2 separate regions of the Mus musculus genome follow, and region 2 is linked to region 1. Evidence: chromatin contacts called from public Hi-C data. All regions are on one chromosome and are shown on one strand. The core of a region is the stretch at or near the end of the contact, and the rest is flanking DNA. Distances in the headings are between cores, read along the strand shown.

Region 1 (5,235 bases), core at 1,766-4,265:
CGTGATGTGGTATATAGAGCTTAGTCCTGAACTAAGTTTCTGTCTAGCCCACTCAGGTTGTTACCCCAATCTGAAGCTGATTATGCCAAGTGGAATGGAAAAGCAACAGCACAGAGAATGTGGTCCAACCTACACAGCACGTTCCTGATGTAAAACTATTACTGAGCTGCTAGAACTACAACCCCAGTCAAACAAGAGCTTACTGCTTAGAGTCGTCATCGTCGCCTTCGTCATCTTCTAAGTGTGCCACATGTCCTCTAGAGAGAGTGGAGCATGGTTAGACGTGGGCCTTGCAGCAGTCGCAGTGATGCAGGAGAGGGCCACTGCACGACAGGACTTTACGCCTGCATCTTTATAGGACAGACTAACAACTAAAACTAACAAACCACACGTGACAGACAAGGGGAAATGGTTTATCTCATCTCTGACATAAAGTACTTCAAGCTTAATTAAAAGTTGTAATTACCGCTGATGTAATTCCTCTTCAACAGACTTCAGAAGACTCCTAAAAAGACAGACAGAAGGAGCGCGATGAGGAAACCGGAGCAGAGTGTGTGGCTTCTGTTACTGCTGTTTACCCATCAGTTTCCTGAATATGGTCACCATACTGACCACTCCTGTGTCACAAAGCTTCTATTTTAATGAGATACCTCCATTTTTGGTTGCTACTGTCTTTGTCAAATAAAAAAGAAACACATTCTAATATGGACTGAGAATGACTAATTCAAACAGGAGACAGCTCAGCATGAAAAGCCACGACAGAATTGACAAGGCAGCTGCAGGGCAGAGCAGGGATTTCTAGGACTCACATCCTACCTGGAATAGTACACCTGGCATTTGAAATTATAGTTCTCTTTCTTAAAGTAAGGAGGCTGACATACTTTGGTAGACTCATGCTCTCAGGCAATCCTGCAGAATGGACTCAGCAGTCGGCTCTCTGCAGAAGCCCGCATGCATGTGCTGTGAACAAATGAGTGCAGGAGCAGCCTGCTTTCCCGGAGGACACTCGCTCACCTCACGGCTGCTCTCTGGTGGTGCATGGGCAAACACATTCACACTTTTGGGAGACTAAGGCTGGGTCAGACCAGCTGTGAGGCTTTCACTCTAAGGAGCTAAGTTTTAAAAGGCTTTTATTTTCAAGAATGTGAGGGACTGGGGTGTTCTTGGACACAGCAATTCAGGAAGCACACTACCTATCCACTGTGCATGTGCTGAAACGCAAAGCCTTCTCCAGGCTGCTGCAATTCCTAGGAGAAATGGACTCTTCTTAAAGCTTGTGAGGTTGTACCTCTAAATCGCTTTTCTTACAGTTATCATACCACGAAATCCCAAAGGCATTGTTAGCTGTCTACTGTAGACAGTGAGTAGAATGCTTAGCTATCAAGTTTATTGAGCAGGCCAGCCTGATGAGTTTTCAAATGACAAGTTATGAATCGGAAATGGTAAATGACACAAAAAACAATTAATCAATTCCAAGTACCAGAGCAAGAAAGAACAACTGACGTGTCATATTTGAATGTCGTGTTGACTGTGATGCTCTCCCAGGGCCGTAAGCCACAGGAGCTTATGGCTGCAGCGGCATGGCAAAGGAAGACAAAGCCGGCTGGCTGCCGAGTCCTGCTGTCACCACACGCCTTGGTATTTCAATGTGAGCAGGCACACTTTAGTTCCTGGTATGCAAGTGGGAATTGCAGCAGTAGGGGAAGTGCCCGCAGTGACAGGTGGCTGTGGAAAGCACTTGAGAGGCCTGGGCACACCAAGCACTGCTCCCCTGCATTCTTAAGGACACCTCCGGGAAGCGCTCGCCCAAATTACAGTGGGAGAAGCCTGTCGCCTACGGGAGGGCCTGCTAGGCCCTACTGTTTGCAGAATACATAACTTTTTCTACTCTCATTTCTCCCATGGTTTTCTAGAAACTATATGCTATATGACATAACAGATTAAATGAAGTAGCAGACATGAAAATCCAGCCATCTTGCAGAAAGTAAAGAAAATATGAAAAAAGAAAACAATGCCACCTCCTTACTATTATTATTTTCTCAGAGGAAAAAGTAGCTCTTTCCATAAGAATACTGCCTGTTATTGCCCCAGCAGTTTGCTAGACTGCACGGGTGTAACTGGAGTGACACAGACATGGGTACTGTGTCAGAGAGAGGAGACATTTGAGCTGGTCCCTTAGAGCAATACTTTTTTTGTTGTTTTGTTTTGTTTTTCGAGACAGGGTTTCTCTGTGTAGCCCTGGCTGTCCTGGAACTCACTGACCAGGCTGGCCTTGAACTCAGAAATCTACCTGCCTCTGCCTCCCGAGTGCTGGGATTAAAGGTATGCACCACCAGTGCTCGGCTAGGGCAAGACTTTTTAAAAAACTGTATAAAACATGTACTTTATTAAAGATGAAGATGTATCACTATTTATAAATAAATAAATAAATAAATAAATATATTTGGAAACCCTTTTGTTTACTTTTCCATCCTAAAATACTATACCAGCAACAAGAAGGCCTTAGCATGGTGATGGTACAAAGGGGCCCAAGATTTGAGAAGTGTGTGGCTTTCCCAAGTTAACACAGTCTCTGGGGGATGGTGGGCTTTTGTATCCTCTCAGAAGATAAGCCAGCAGTGGCAGCAAACGCCTCTGATCATGTCATTAGCCTCTGATCATGTCATTAGCCTGGGCTATATAGTGAACAAGCCTTTCATAAACAAACAAGTAAAAACTACATTTCCTAAGCATGTGACAGCTTTTTTTAGGCATTAATATTTGAAACTAATTAGGAAGAGAGTTTACATATAGTTTTACTTCCTGTTACCAGAACCAACGGGATCCACATGGCATTTGGCTTTGTGTGTGTGTGTGTGTGTGTGTGTGTGTGTGTGATATTTTCTCTGGCCCAAGCTGGCCTCAGACTTGCTGTGTAGCTGAAGATGGCCTTGGATTGTGATCCACCTGCCTCCACTCTCTGAGTGCTGGGGTAACAGCACATTTTTGGGTTTTGTGTGGGTGTGGTACTGGGGATGCACTGTGGCTCTGTGCACAGCAGGGGGAGCCACACCCCATCTCCCACACTCTGCTTCTGCAGTGAGAGTCCTACAGGAAGCCCTGCATCGGCATTGCTTTCTCATGTCTTTCTATGAATGAAGGTATTTTGCTAACAAGTTATAGAGCCTGTAAAGTTGCATAGAGGACACGTGGCCGACTTTTGTGGCTTGACAACTGAGAAGATGAGATGCAGCTCAGTCTGCTGAGTGAGCCATTGCACTCCCACAGCAGAGAGCGCTGGAGAACAAGTGGCTCCAGGCTACACAAGAACAGAGCCACCTTCTCACACCCACTTGCACTTGGCTGGGAAGGGGTTTTTGGTAATAGAACTGAATGACTATATTGAAATGATGGAAAAAATCTCATGAAAATTTCTAAATTGGCACAATGTATGAACACAGATTTCAGTGACAAGGAGGGAAACTGAGGTGGGAAAGTCTGAAGCCACCGTCAAGCACGCAGCACATCTAAATTAGCAAAGGGAGCCATGCGGCAAGCTACTAGGCTCACACAGCGGCCAGGCTGACTCAAAACAACTTGTGTATGCACTTCCCTGACTGTATGTAAAAGCAAGAAGCTCGGTATTTCTCTAAAATTAAACAACAGTTTATCTACTTCCTAGCATAATTGACAATTACTAAGTAGCTACTTACACGTAAAAACAGTAAGTGCCCACTAAGCCCCATGGGTACTAGATAGTTCACAGTGGCTACTCATTTCTGCCTCTGCAGTTGGCTGCCATGGGAGCCGTGGTCTGACTGACTCATGCTTTACTCCTATCCAGGGACAGTTAGTTATCCTTACAACTATGCTCTACACTACAGAGAAAACCAGACGCAGTTTAGCTTCCTTTTAAAAATAACTGCTTTGGTTAAAAAAATAACAGAAGGTCAGAAGAACCAGTCCCAGAGATACCAGAATTCAAAAGAAAAGGTGTTAGTTGGGTTTTGTTATGGAAAGCAAAGGCCATGCAACAAATCTAATCCAAAGGTTCCTGTGGGATACGAACTAGGCAGAAACCCATTAATGGAATCTGCCAACCTTCACCTATAGAGAAAGCAGGAAATCCTGAGTTTTAGTCCAGTGCTGCCTCGCTGAAGAATAAAGGAGACTTATTATACAGTAAGAGAAGTGCTGCATCTGTGCTCATATCACATGTATGTGCACATATCACATGTATGTGCTCATATCACATGTATGTGCACATATCACATGTATGTGCACAACGACACAGGAAACAGCCAGAGCTAAGACTTTGGCCAACCTACCTTGCCAATGACTCGTTATATAGAATACAGTTCCTTAAGCAGGGATCCAATTCATCAAAAAATGAAGGGTGGGCAAATTATTAACATTTACCTGGCTAAAGTAGCTATACATACTAAGAAAAGGTCTAACATTAGGAAAAAATCAGACAACTGGAGCTGGGAAATATAGAAAAGCATTTGTGACTATATTACTTTTCAAGCACATTAATTTTAAATGAAAGGGTGAGCGACATATAGTCAAAATATTCAGCGTCTTCAGGTACATGAAAATTTGGTTGCAACGGAGTCCTTAAAAGCCAACGGTATCATTAGAAAAACATCACTCAATTTTTAACATCACTATGACACAGTGACACATAATTTATTCTTTGTTGTCTACCAAAATCAGAATAATTAATTAGTGACAATTATCTATTGCTCAGGTAAAACTACATCTTCCACCAGGGGGTTTTAGACTTATCTTCCAGGTTAAGAAAGACAGAGTCTAGTGGATGGTGCATATCTTTTAACTTCAGCATTCGAGAGGCAGAGGCAGAGGCAGAGGCAGAGGCAGAGGCAGAGGCAGAGGCAGAGGCAGGAGGAGCTCTGTAAGTCTGAGGCCAGTCAGGGCTACATAATGAGACCTTACCTCAAAATATATACACGAATAAACAAACAATGCAAAAGATTAAAGAAGAAAGGTAGGCTAATAAATAATGACAAATTCCTAATCTTTTATATCTAACAAACTTAAACAAAATTAGCATACTTCTTTAGCTTTTCATTAAAAGCCCTTTATACTAGAAAGTGTAGTTAGGTTAAAAAAAATGAAGTGTTCAGATTATAGAAGAGAAAGACATGGTTTACATTAAACTAAGGTGTCTGTCAGTAATCATTGTTTCTTAATTTGAAGTATGGCAATAGATGTCTCAGCTCTCTAGTGTAATCA
Region 2 (5,390 bases), core at 2,186-4,685, 140 kb after region 1:
GCATATTTTTACACGACTTAGATGCACCATTGATTTTGTATCTGTCTCTCTTTCATTGATTATTTAGGTTGCTTTGCTATTTCTCTGTCTGCAAGTGGTACTAGAGTAAATGATCCTGTGTGTACTTCTCTCTCTCTCTCTCTCTCTCTCTCTCTCTCTCTCTCTCTCTCTCTCTCTCTCTCTCTCTCCCTCTCTCTCCCTACCTAACCTGGGTACCAAGGTGCAGGATTGCTAAGTCAAAAGATAGATGCATGTAAAGAGGAAAAGAACTTCTGTACAATTTATTTTTTCAAGAAGTTCAGCCACTTTATATTCCTGGTAGCACCTGTTGTCCCAAACCCTTGTTAACACTTGATATCAATCTTTCTTATTTATTGTCAATTCAGTGTATGAAAAATAGTATCTCTTTGTTTATTTCACATTTCCTCCCAACAGTGCCTGATGAGGTTGACCAGTTGTTCTGATGCTGACTAGCCATCATAGTTTCCTCTTCTGTGAATTGTTTATTTGTGCTCTTCGCTGAGTTCTCTGCTTAGTTCGCCATTTGCTTGGGACTGTGTAAGAGTAAGTTCTTTGCTATTTAGATCACAATGCTTTGGCCCATTCTATCTCTAGAAATGGAATCACACAGTTTCTTCTGTTGACTAGATCCAAAGTTTTAATGCAGTAGAGTTTACTAAACTTTTTTTTAAGCAAATTTTACATTTTGAGTACTATTTCAAGTCTTTCCTTACCTTAACATCTCTAGCCTGACCCCCCAGCACTTTTGGGTAATGTAAAAGACTTAAATGAAATGTTTCTATGGTGACCCAGACACCATCGTGTTTTGTATATCACTGCAGTAGCCTCCTCCATGGTCTCACTACTTCTTTACAGTCAGTTCTCAGCACAGCATCTAGAAGGGATCACCTTTAAACAGTGGTCAAACCATACCACTTTGAGTGAAATCCTCTCTTCGGGGCTAGAAATCCAGCTCAGTGGTAGACTGCTTGCCTAGCACGCATGAAGACTTGGGTTCCATCCCTACCATTACAAAAATTAAAACAAAGGTACAAACAAATAACAAATTAACAAGCAACTCCTCCTGTGACTTTTTAAGTCACTTCTTGTAAAAGCCAAAGCTGTCACCTGTTGTCCCAAACCTTGTCAACACTTGATAACAATTTTTCTTATTTATTGCCAGTCCAGTGTATGAAAATGGCATTTCCTTGTTTCCTTTGCTTTTCATATTTTGCATCAATGTTTTACTATGGCTCATCACCCTTCTGCCATTGTTTCTGACTTCTCTTGTGCTTGACCCATTGCAGGGTCTCAGTAAATATTAGAAGTGTTCATGCCTACATTTATTTTCATTTCTTTGAGAGGAAAAAGTCTAAAAGATGCTGGCAATGATTGAAAACCCAGAGGATCTTGTAGAGTACTGAGAACAGTGGGGATTTGTACACATCTTTGCTATTTATGCATGCTTCTGGGTAAGCCTAGGCCTTTGTACTTGAGATTCTCCTATGAGTGTGCAATTAGCTTCTCACAGAATGTCTATGGTAGTCTTGGAAGAATAGATGTGAGTAGGCAAAGGGTGAACGAGTCACATGCACAATTTACTAGGATGCCTTTTTTATTTTATTGAGGGTTGGTTTTGTTTTTCTATATGTATTCAATATCTACATATCTTTTTTCATATCAAAGCACTTTAAGTTTTGAAACAGAATCTCGCTCGGTAGCCCAGGCTGACCTCAAACTCAGAGAGATCTGCTTGTCTCTACCTCTTAAGTGCTGAGATTAATGGCATACACCCTCACCATCCAGGATAAGTCATATTTCTTTAATTCTCAGGGTAAAACGTTGTCTAGTTATCAAGTGTTATGATATTTTAAAATTCATTTCTGAATTTAATTTATTAGTGATTTCATTTAGAACCTTTCAGTTCTGTCCTTGAGTGTACTCCATAATTTTATTTTTTACTGTCATTTTCTTTTACATATGGGGGTTGTGTTAGAGTCCTAATGAGTCGTATGATGCTTCCTTTTTTTCTCAGTTTTGCAAATAGTTTCTATGTGATTTCTATTATTTCTTAATTGAAACTTTAATAAAATTCACTCAGGCCTAATGTCTATTGACAGGAACTATTATCAGGTTTTTTTCTTTGACTTATTGCTATTCTGCATTTTATTTCCTCTTCTTTGTTCTCCCCTCTTCCCTCTTCATCTTTCGTATGTATCTATATCTGTTTGTACAAGTCTGTGTGAGCACACATGCAAGTGTGCGCATCCCTTTAGTCTGTGTCCCCTGATTGTTCTCTCTTTGTCTTTTTTTTTCCTTCCAAAATGGCAATGACTGTTTTTAATTTCCTGGGTTTTCAATTTTTTTTTCTACATAATCATTACTAATGGTTTTGCTTCTGAATTTTTGGACTTCAATTAACTTTTTGAAATTCGTTTTCAATGCTTTTCCTTAAAACACTATAGCAGGATCTTGCTGTATAGCCCAGCAGGTCTTGAACTCACTATTCTCCTGCCTCTACCTCCTGAGTGCTAGGATTATAGTCATGTATCATAGATTGTTCTTCATGTTTTGTGGCTGTTACTCTTCTGCTTAACTTTGAAACTATTTTTAAAGAAATATTTACTGATTGATACTTTGTGTGTGTGTGTGTGTGCCTGAATGTACATATGTGTATAAGAGCATTGGAAGTCAGAGAGGGCACCAGATCTCCTAGAACAACTGGAGTTGCAGAACATTGTGAGCTGCCATAAAGGCTCTGGGAATTGAACCCAGGTCCTCTGCAAGAGCAGCAAGTGCTCTTCCCTGGGGCCATCTTTCTAGGCCCTTCTTTGAAACTCTTAACCAACCAGATTCATTTTAAAGGAGAGACTTACAGTCTAGTGTTACCTTAGCCTGGTATGAACTGTTCATGTTGTTGCTTCTATTTTGGCTCTTTGTGGACTGTTGGTTTTTCAGAGCAGGCCTCTCTCTCTATTCCTGGCTGTCCTGGAATTCCCTATGTGGAGCAGGCTTGCCTCAAACTCAAAGAGCTCCTCTTCCCTCGGCCCTCCTAGTGTGAATGCTGAGATGAAAGCCTCCTACCTTGGTGAGCCCAGGCTCCAGAGCCTCTGTTTCCTTCTGGCAGGATGCAGCAGGTCTCTATCTTCAGCCTACTTACCATATTGTTTCTGTTCTGTTTCTGGGCTGCAGAGATATGTTGGAGTGTGTACAGGCCTGACTTTGCTTCCCATTTTGTACTTCGTCTGTTGCCACCGTTGTTTTGGATCACAGCGGTCCTGGAAGTACATGTTGGCTGGCAGGCCCTCCAGCTCTTCCCTGGTCGCCGCTCTCTCTGACATCATCACTTTGGTTGTTCAGCTCTCACATGCAGCTTGGGTCCCCATGTCCCCCTTTCTGTCGCAACAGCATCCAGTGGTGTAGACTGCTCCTGGGTTTACCTTTGTCCCTTGGCTGACACAATGTTCCACTACCCCGGTTCATGACCTCTTCTGGCTTTTGCTTCTTCTCTCCTTCCTTTTGCATGCTAAATCCTTTGCTGTGGGGCGGGCTTGACCCGCTCTTTCACCGAAATAAGTATTTTCATATCTTCAGTAATCTCGAAGGCAAATCCCCCCATCCCCGGGATGTTTTCCCTGCGGAGGAGTCGAAAAGCATCAGATCTGCTTGTGGTACATTCCGCTCATTCTGTGCTACCAGATTCCTTCCCCTTTGAACCTTTCCAATTCTATCACAGATGTCGTCTTCCTCACTCACAGTCTAGGCACGCACACACACACACACACACACACACACAGAGAGAGAGAGAGAGAGAGAGAGAGAGAGAGAGAGAGAGAGAGAGAGAGTCATGGAGAGAGAGAGAGACATGGAGAGAGAGAGAGACACGGAGAGAGACAGAGCGATATGCTGGTGGAGCCTCCTAATGTGGGTACTAGGAACTGAGATTCGGGTACCGGGAACTAATCCGGTCCTCTGCAAGAGCAACAGGCATCTTACTGCTGAGTCATCTCTCATCCCTGGCTTTTTATCTTCAGACAGCATCTTTTTTTTTTTTTTTTTTTTTTGGTTTCGAGACAGGGTTTCTCTGTATAGCCCTGGCTGTCCTGGAACTCACTCTGTAGACCAGGCTGGCCTTGAACTCAGAAATTCGCCTGCCTCTGCCTTCCAAGTGCCGGGATTAAAGGTGTGTGCCAACACACTGCCCGACTTCAGACAGCATCTTTCAAGTAGGACAGAAGTAAAAGGGGTGGAGGCTCTGAGGGAGGCTGTTTGTGAGGACTGCCTGGGACAGCCTGGGGGATTCCTTCTCACCTCACAATGAGGGGCAGCTCTAAGAAAGAGGCTCCTGGGATTGTCCCACGGGTTTGTCAGATGAGGAGGCAGAATCAAAGAGAAGACCAGAGAACCTATCATCACAGCTAGAAGTCTCCTAATGGGATTTCAAAGATGCAGACAGGAACATTAGAGAATTAAATGAGCGTGAATAAAGAAGTTGAGGTTTTTTGTTTGTTTGTTTGTTTGTTTGTTTTGTTTTGTTTTGTTTTGTTTTCTGAGGCAGGTCTTTGTGTAGTCCTGGTTGTCCTGGAACTTGCTCTGTAGACCAGGTTGGCCTCAAACTCAGAGATCTGCCGGCCCTCTGCCTCCAAAGTGCTGGGATTAAAGGCGTGCCCCCCCCACTGCCTAGTTTAAGAAATTGAGATTTTAGCCGGGTGTGGTGGCGCACGCCTTTGATCCCAGCACTTGGGAGTCAGAGGCAGGAGAATTTCTGAGTTCGAGGCCAGCCTGGTCTACAGAGTGAGTTCCAGGACTGCCAGGGCTATACAGAGAAACTCTGTCTCGAAAAAAAAAAAAAAAAGGAAAAAAGAAAAAAAGAAATTGAGCTTTTTAGATCCTTATTTCACTGTCCTTCTACTTGTGATATACCACCTGGTCTTTCGGGGTTCATCTGAGATGCCAGCTCCTCTCAGTGGGGATTGGAGACAGCTGAGCTTGCAGAGTGCTTGCCTGGCATGGATTCCTAGTGCTATCAACCTTGGCTGCATAGGGAGTTCGAGGCCGGCCTGGGCTGAGTGACTTCATGTCTCAAGGTCCTTCAGGGCACCCTGGAAGATGTTTCGTTTTTCTCTGACTTTGTAACTTGTGGTTCAGAAGCACCTTGTGGTTTCAGGGTTTCCTATCCCTGCTGGGTGCAAACCTCCGAGAAAAGCTGCTTTCTGTGTCTCCTCTGTCACGTGAGGGAGGCGACTCAGCTCAGTGTAGGCACTTATGGGGAGTGATGACCACGCCGAGTCTACACTGCCAGGGGAAAAAAATAGAAATCTTAAATAATGAAATAGTTCAAGGAATTTGAATATTTCAAAGCTCCAGCCACACAAAAGCTGAATAATTCA

The links. A called contact is a pair of places that touch in the nucleus more often than the background predicts.
Region 2: a contact with region 1 is called in a Hi-C map of cerebral cortex, with 3 times the contacts expected there. The contact joins two enhancer-like sites. A contact is called at or near these places in 2 of 15 datasets of contacts at CTCF or cohesin (CD8 T cells and the NIH/3T3 cell line), 4 of 484 Hi-C or Micro-C datasets (Th1 cells, cerebral cortex and embryonic stem cells), 4 of 115 datasets of contacts at active chromatin or transcription factors (CD8 T cells, bone marrow-derived macrophages and embryonic stem cells) and 2 of 9 other capture datasets (adipose tissue and liver).

Annotation. Positions count from the first base shown.
Region 1 is chr17:80,618,091-80,623,325 of GRCm38.p6, forward strand. Map4k3 (mitogen-activated protein kinase kinase kinase kinase 3) reads right to left here. Exons shown (of 34, transcript NM_001290345.1): 17 at 467-505; 18 at 204-257. Among named protein-coding and RNA genes, the nearest start is that of Cdkl4, 43 kb to the left of the region's middle. Within about 2 kb of position 3,016, at least 17 of the 459 cell types and tissues checked have an H3K27ac peak or open chromatin away from gene starts, as enhancers often do. A contact at or near this core is called in cerebral cortex, where this site is marked.
Region 2 is chr17:80,757,411-80,762,800 of GRCm38.p6, forward strand. No RefSeq gene overlaps it. Among named protein-coding and RNA genes, the nearest start is that of Gm33538, 25 kb to the right of the region's middle. Within about 2 kb of position 3,436, at least 13 of the 459 cell types and tissues checked have an H3K27ac peak or open chromatin away from gene starts, as enhancers often do. A contact at or near this core is called in cerebral cortex, where this site is marked.